Linked DNA regions of Sus scrofa: region 1 is linked to region 2. A link is a contact called in public HiChIP or PLAC-seq data. All regions are on one chromosome and are shown on one strand. The core of a region is the stretch at or near the end of the contact, and the rest is flanking DNA. Distances in the headings are between cores, read along the strand shown.

Region 1 (2,705 bases), core at 200-2,699, 320 kb before region 2:
ATAAGCCCTGGGGACTTACAGCATGGTGACTACAGATGATGGTACTATATTGTATACTTGAACGTTGCTAAAGACACTAGATCTTAAAAGTTTTCGTCCCAAGGGGGAAAAAAATGTAACTATGTGAGGTGGTGGACGTTAACTAGACATTATAGTGATCATTTCCATAACTGTCATACACCTGAAATTAATATATCAATAATATCTCAAAAAAAGCCCCCCCCAAAAACCAAAACTCCAAAATGCCATCCACCGAGCCCTCCCTCGGCGCCAGCCACATCCCAGAGAATGCAGGCCGACGGAGCAAGCCCCAAATATGTCCCAAGCAGAAGCATCTCTCCCAGCAGGGCGGCCACGGCCCGCTGCGGACCCCTTACGGGCATCCTCCGCCCCGCGTTCCGGGCCAGCGCCCAACCGGAAGCCCCGCAGGCGAACTTTCTCCAGTCAGCAGCCGCAAAAACAAGTCGGACTCAAGACTGTCCAATGACCAAGCCTGGCAGCGAAACACCCTTTTGGAGTCCTGGCAGCTTCTCGGGCTCGACTGAGTTTAACGCTGTAGAAGGCGTGAAACCAGAACTGATGCTTTCTTCACCCACCTTGGCTACCCGCCGACCGCTGACTGGCCCCTTCGCTCAGGACTGAGGACGAGATAAAAGAAGGGGCAAATTCTCGCCCCTTCATTCCCCTCCCCCCCTCGCTGTTTTCCTCTCCTCATCTGCAGCCTTGAAGCAAGTTCAAGGCCTCGCCTCAAGATATCTCCGCGCCCCTGACTGCGCAGGCTCGCGCCTCAGGGGGCTATTTTCCGGGGTCGAAGGCTGCGGGGCCGCAAGGCACTCCCGCAGCTTTCCTCCGTTCCCGCGTCTGGCGTCGTGGGGGCACCGCAAGTGCGTCGTGCGTTGCAGCCACTTGCAGCAAAGAGTTACCCAGCCGGGCCGGCGTGCTCGGGCCGACCCTCCCCGCTCCGCCGGTGCCCATGCGACCTCGCTAAGCGTCTTGCCGTGAATTCCCGCCCCACGCGCCCCGCCCCAGCACCCGGACTCCCGCGCTCGCCCAAGTCGGCCGGGCCAGCGGCCCCGAAGTCCCGGAACCCGCCCCCCTCTCTCCAGCGCCGCGCCGGGGGATTCGGCTTCCCCCCGCGAGCCCGAGCGCTGCTCTCTCACCCCCTCCCTCGCTCAGCCCCACTCGGTGGGTGCTCGGTCGGGAACCTCCGGCCCCTCCGGCCCCTCCGCCTCCCAGAAAGTGCCAGTACCGATGCCCTGGATGAAGACGAAGCCGGTGACTATGAGCACTGGGTGCCAGTTAAACTCCAGCGCAGTCCCGTCCCAGCCGAGCCCCTCTCGGTAGTGGAGGACCCAAATGAGGGTGAAGATCACGGACAGGAAGCCGACGAGCAGAGCCGACACCAGCAGCGCCAGGAAACCCCTGTAACCTTCCATGGCCATCAGTGCCCCATACTCCGCACGGTGGCAGCCGCAGGAACTCGACGAAGCGGCGGCCGCTGCAGCCTCTGGGTACTGGCCCCGCGGCGGGACGCGGCGTCGACTTCTTGAAGCTGTCTCCGCCCGGGGGAGGGGCTTTCTCGCGGGCCTGTCGGGGATGCGGGGCCTCGGTGGTGCGCAGCTGGCGGTCGCTCAGAGACCAGCCCCACCCTCGGGATCCCGTAGCCGCCCAGAGCTCTCGCTGCGCCCCTCCTGGCCCAGCATCTGAATTTGCAGAGAGCTGGAGAAACCAATCCAGTTAGTTACGAGCGAGCGTTCGGAGGAGTCCATACCCACCACTTTCTTTTAACTCTTCCCGTGTCGCTTCCTTATTTGAGGGAAGGCTGAGTAAGGCAGTGGTGCGCACTGGCGTTGTGGGTGTGATTTTGACTAGAAGTCTCCTGAGCCTCAGTCCTCGAAGATCGGCTCTGTTTGATGCCAAGGAGGAGCTTGTGGGATAGTGTGGACCTGGCCTTAGCAAGGAAACTACGGTGCCGCTTGTGCTTAAGAAAAGGAAGACAGACACCTCCTGGAGCCTGGACTTGCCCCTGTGTGATAAAAAATGGATCTTATAAGTACCACCTGCTCCAACCTATTTGGCCTAAAGCCCCACCTTGGTGGAGTGAAGCTCACTCACTCCCTGCTCTCTTTCCAACATTAATTTCATCCTTCTTCATTGGACAAGAAATAGCGTTGGAGGTTATCCACTGCTGCTAAAGAAAACGAGGCTCTGGCGATTAGGGATCCTAGAATGCATATGGAAAAGTTCACTTCTAGCCGTCTTCCTACTCATCTCCAAGAACAGTTTCCCATATTGTCGTGTTGCCATTTTTAAAGACCTCGGCATGTGCAGGTGGTATATGGGAGTGATTTTCAAGGGAAAAGACAGGTTTTAGGCAATGAAGTAGGAGTGTCAAGCACTGGTAGTGGGGTAAGATTGAGGTTTAAGAGTAAGAAGCTGTGGACTTCACTGGTGTCATTTTCCCCTCTGTGGTAAAAAAAAAAAGAAAGAAAAAGAAAGGAAGCAAATGGAAAAGAAGGACCCCTCCCAGCAGTATAAAGCTTTCTATGGTCTGACCCTAATGTTCACTGCTTCTCTCCCAGCTTCTGACCACTGCCTACCCATATCTCTGTCTCTATATTTGCCCAACTCCATCTTCACCAAGAAACCTTCCCTGGGTCTGCCTATGCCCCTGTGTTACACTTCCACCCACTTCCCCAACCAGT
Region 2 (2,942 bases), core at 349-2,848:
CCTTAGTATTATTCATAACAGATGTCCATCAACAGGTGAACGAAATAGAGTATATCATACAATGGAATACTCAGCAATAAAAAGAAATGAACTATTGATAAATACAACAATGTTGATGAATCTCAAAATAATTATATTGAGTAAAAAGAAGCCAATTATATTGAGTAAAAAGAAGCCAGAAGAGTACAAACCATACAATTCCATTTATTTAAAATTCTGGAAAATGCAAACTAAGTGATAGAAAGCAGATCTGTGATGACTTGGGGAGAAGTGGAGTGGAAGAGGAACCATAAAGGAGTAGAGAAAATTTTGGAGGTTGATGGATATATTCACTATCTTGATTGTAGAAATGGTTTCAGGGTTGTGTACACACCAAAACTTAGCTAGTTGTAGACTTAAAATATGTGCAGTTTATTGTATGTTACTTATACCTCACTAAAGTTGCTTAATTTGTGAGATGTACTTCTTAACTTTGAAAAACAGTACATGACTAAAAACTCACTGAAGAACCTGAAGCATAAGAAAACTAAAATTACTTCTGGAGATAACTGACAACCATGGTTCTATTCTAGTATGATAGTTTATCTGAACAAAACATTACTAGGAGAAATGCAAAGTCATAAAAATAAAAAATAGAAATGACATTTTTGTCCCCCTGGTAATCATGCCATTTCCTCATGCTCATACAGTTGCTTTATATCATAATCTTTTTAGTGTTCTACTCAACTTGGTATTTTTAAAGAGACCAATAACCTTGCTGTATTTTTCCTGAACCATTAGACTGCTCTTTTCTGTATAAGATGCCCAATCTCTGTGTGGGTCTATAGAAAGTTACACTCTATAAATTTTAGCAAATGCTCTAATTTGCTTCGGGAATTTGCAGCGGCACTGGAACTTTCTAGAAAACATAACCTTTCAGAAGATGAACCCTGGATGGTTTCCCTAAATATGTGAATTCAGTGATCAAAATTTTCTATGTAGATTTTCCACCTACTGTTTTTAAACAAAGAACTGCTAGACCACACATACAATGCACAATGCGGATAAAGATTCTTTTTGGAAAACATTCATAAAGTTTTACTTCCATCCCCACCCTAACTTATTTTCTTAGCTCTTTCATTCAGTAATCACTCCCATTCTGCAGACAGGGAAACGCACACAAGTTTTTGGTTTTTTTTTTTTTGTTTGCACGGTACAGAGAGACAAGAAAGAAGCAACTCTCAACTTTTCAGTTCCATTTTGAGAAATGATCACATCGAACTCCTGCGAAACGACAGCCTAGAGAGAGCTGAAGCATTTCTCCCCAGGCTGGGTGTGGGTCTGGAGCCAGGCGCGCTTCCGCGGGAGAGAGGGGCAGTCAGGTGGCAGCGGAGCGGGCGCGGGAACGGTAGCCGGTGCAGCGCGGCGGGGGCGCGTGCGGGGCGCGCCTTCTCCCGGCGGGCGCGGGGAAGCGGCCTCGGCGCACGACAGTCCGCCAGCCCCCGGCTCCCGCGCCTCGTAGTGATCCGCGGGTGCGCCAGGGGCACCCGTCGCCCGCGTCTCCTCCCTCGCTAGCTCGTTCCCTCCCCACTCCCCCCGCCCCCAACCCCTGGCAGGTCCCTCCCCCAAGCCTGCTCCCGCGGCCGCCGCCGCCGCCGCCGCTACCGGAGGCGCGGGAGCCTCGCGATAGTGTTTGCACAGGCGGCGCGTGACGCCGCCGCCGCCTGTAACTGATGCAGAGGTTACCCTGCCGTCTCAGCCGCCACCCATCGCCCGCCGCCGCCGCTGCCGCCGCCACCCGGGCGACGCCGGGGCCGACGCACTGCAGAGGTGCCGGCAGGTTCCGCCCGCGGAAGTCTCGGCCGGCGCAGCCGGCGCTCCGCCCGCGCTCCGACCCCGGCCCAGGCGGGCGCCCCCTCGACGCCTCCGCCGCCTCTGCCGCCGCGCTCGTTCTCTCCGCCTCTTCCCCAGCGCGCCCGCCGGCTCCCTCTCTTCTCCCCCTTTTCCTCCTCCCCGTCCCCTCTCCTCCCCTCACCTCTACCCTCCCCACCTTCTTCCTTCTCGGTTTCCTCCCCCCCATCCCCTTGACTCTCCCCTCCCTGCCCTCGCTCTCTCGCTCGCCCTCTGCGCGGCCCCCGCCATGACGGAGGCGGGTGCCGGTGTGCTGCCGCTGCTGCCGTCGCAGGGGGGGAGTCGGGTTCCCAGAAAGTAGCTTGATGAGTGTCCAAAGTAGCAGTGGAAGTTTGGAGGGGCCGCCATCTTGGTCCCAGCTCTCCACGTCTCCAACCCCGGGCTCGGCGGCGGCGGCCAGGTCCCTGCTGAATCACACGCCGCCATCCGGGAGGCCCAGGGAAGGTAAGTGCCGTCGCGCCCGCGCCCGCTCGCGGGTCTCCCCTCCCGCTCCCGGCCCCCGCGCCCTCAGTTCTCCTTTCCCCGACCCTGGGGTGGGGGATGGGGGCGAGGTGTACGCGGGGCCGCCAGGCTTCGGGGAGATAGTGCTCCGGCTGTGGGTGGTGGTTCGCGGGCGGCGGAGGAAACGGACGTAGGGGGTGCGCGCTGGTGGGGACGGGGCGAGGCGAGGCGCGCAGATTCGCCTGGGTTCCTTAAGAGCCCGTCCTGCTGGGGTGGGCGGTCTCCCCCCGGACGCGAGCCCCTTTCTGCTCCATTTGCTCGCACACTCAGTACTCTTAACCTCCTGGCCTCCGGTCTCTGGTGGGTTTTCCCTCTGGGTGAAGCATTCATCCTCGAGCCCCCTCCCCTTCCCTCCCGCACTCCTCCCCTAGAGGCGGTCCCCGCTCTGCGAGCTTAGCTGCCCGGGACCTGGAGGATGCCCCTTGCTTGCAAGGTCTCTGCCTTTCGGGGAGAGGCGCTGAAATTATTAGAGCCGACTTTGATCCCCTGCCTGGCCCCCGAGAGCAGTTTAAACGACAGACTGATTCGTGGGCAGGCTTTTAAACCCACTC

What was found. HiChIP or PLAC-seq counts read pairs in DNA pulled down with a chosen protein or histone mark.
Region 1: an H3K27ac HiChIP or PLAC-seq map of alveolar macrophages shows a contact between it and region 2. The contact joins the promoter of CYBRD1 here to the promoter of TLK1 in region 2. A contact is called at or near these places in 2 of 47 Hi-C or Micro-C datasets (both in embryonic fibroblasts) and 1 of 2 datasets of contacts at active chromatin or transcription factors (alveolar macrophages).

What each region holds. Positions count from the first base shown.
Region 1 is chr15:77,648,038-77,650,742 of Sscrofa11.1, reverse strand. It overlaps CYBRD1 (cytochrome b reductase 1), which reads right to left and starts at 1,449. Exons shown (of 4, transcript NM_001128452.1): 1 at 1,250-1,449. The coding sequence starts at 1,442.
Region 2 is chr15:77,328,204-77,331,145 of Sscrofa11.1, reverse strand. It overlaps TLK1 (serine/threonine-protein kinase tousled-like 1), which reads left to right and starts at 1,598. Exons shown (of 21, transcript XM_001927890.6): 1 at 1,598-2,334. The coding sequence starts at 2,196.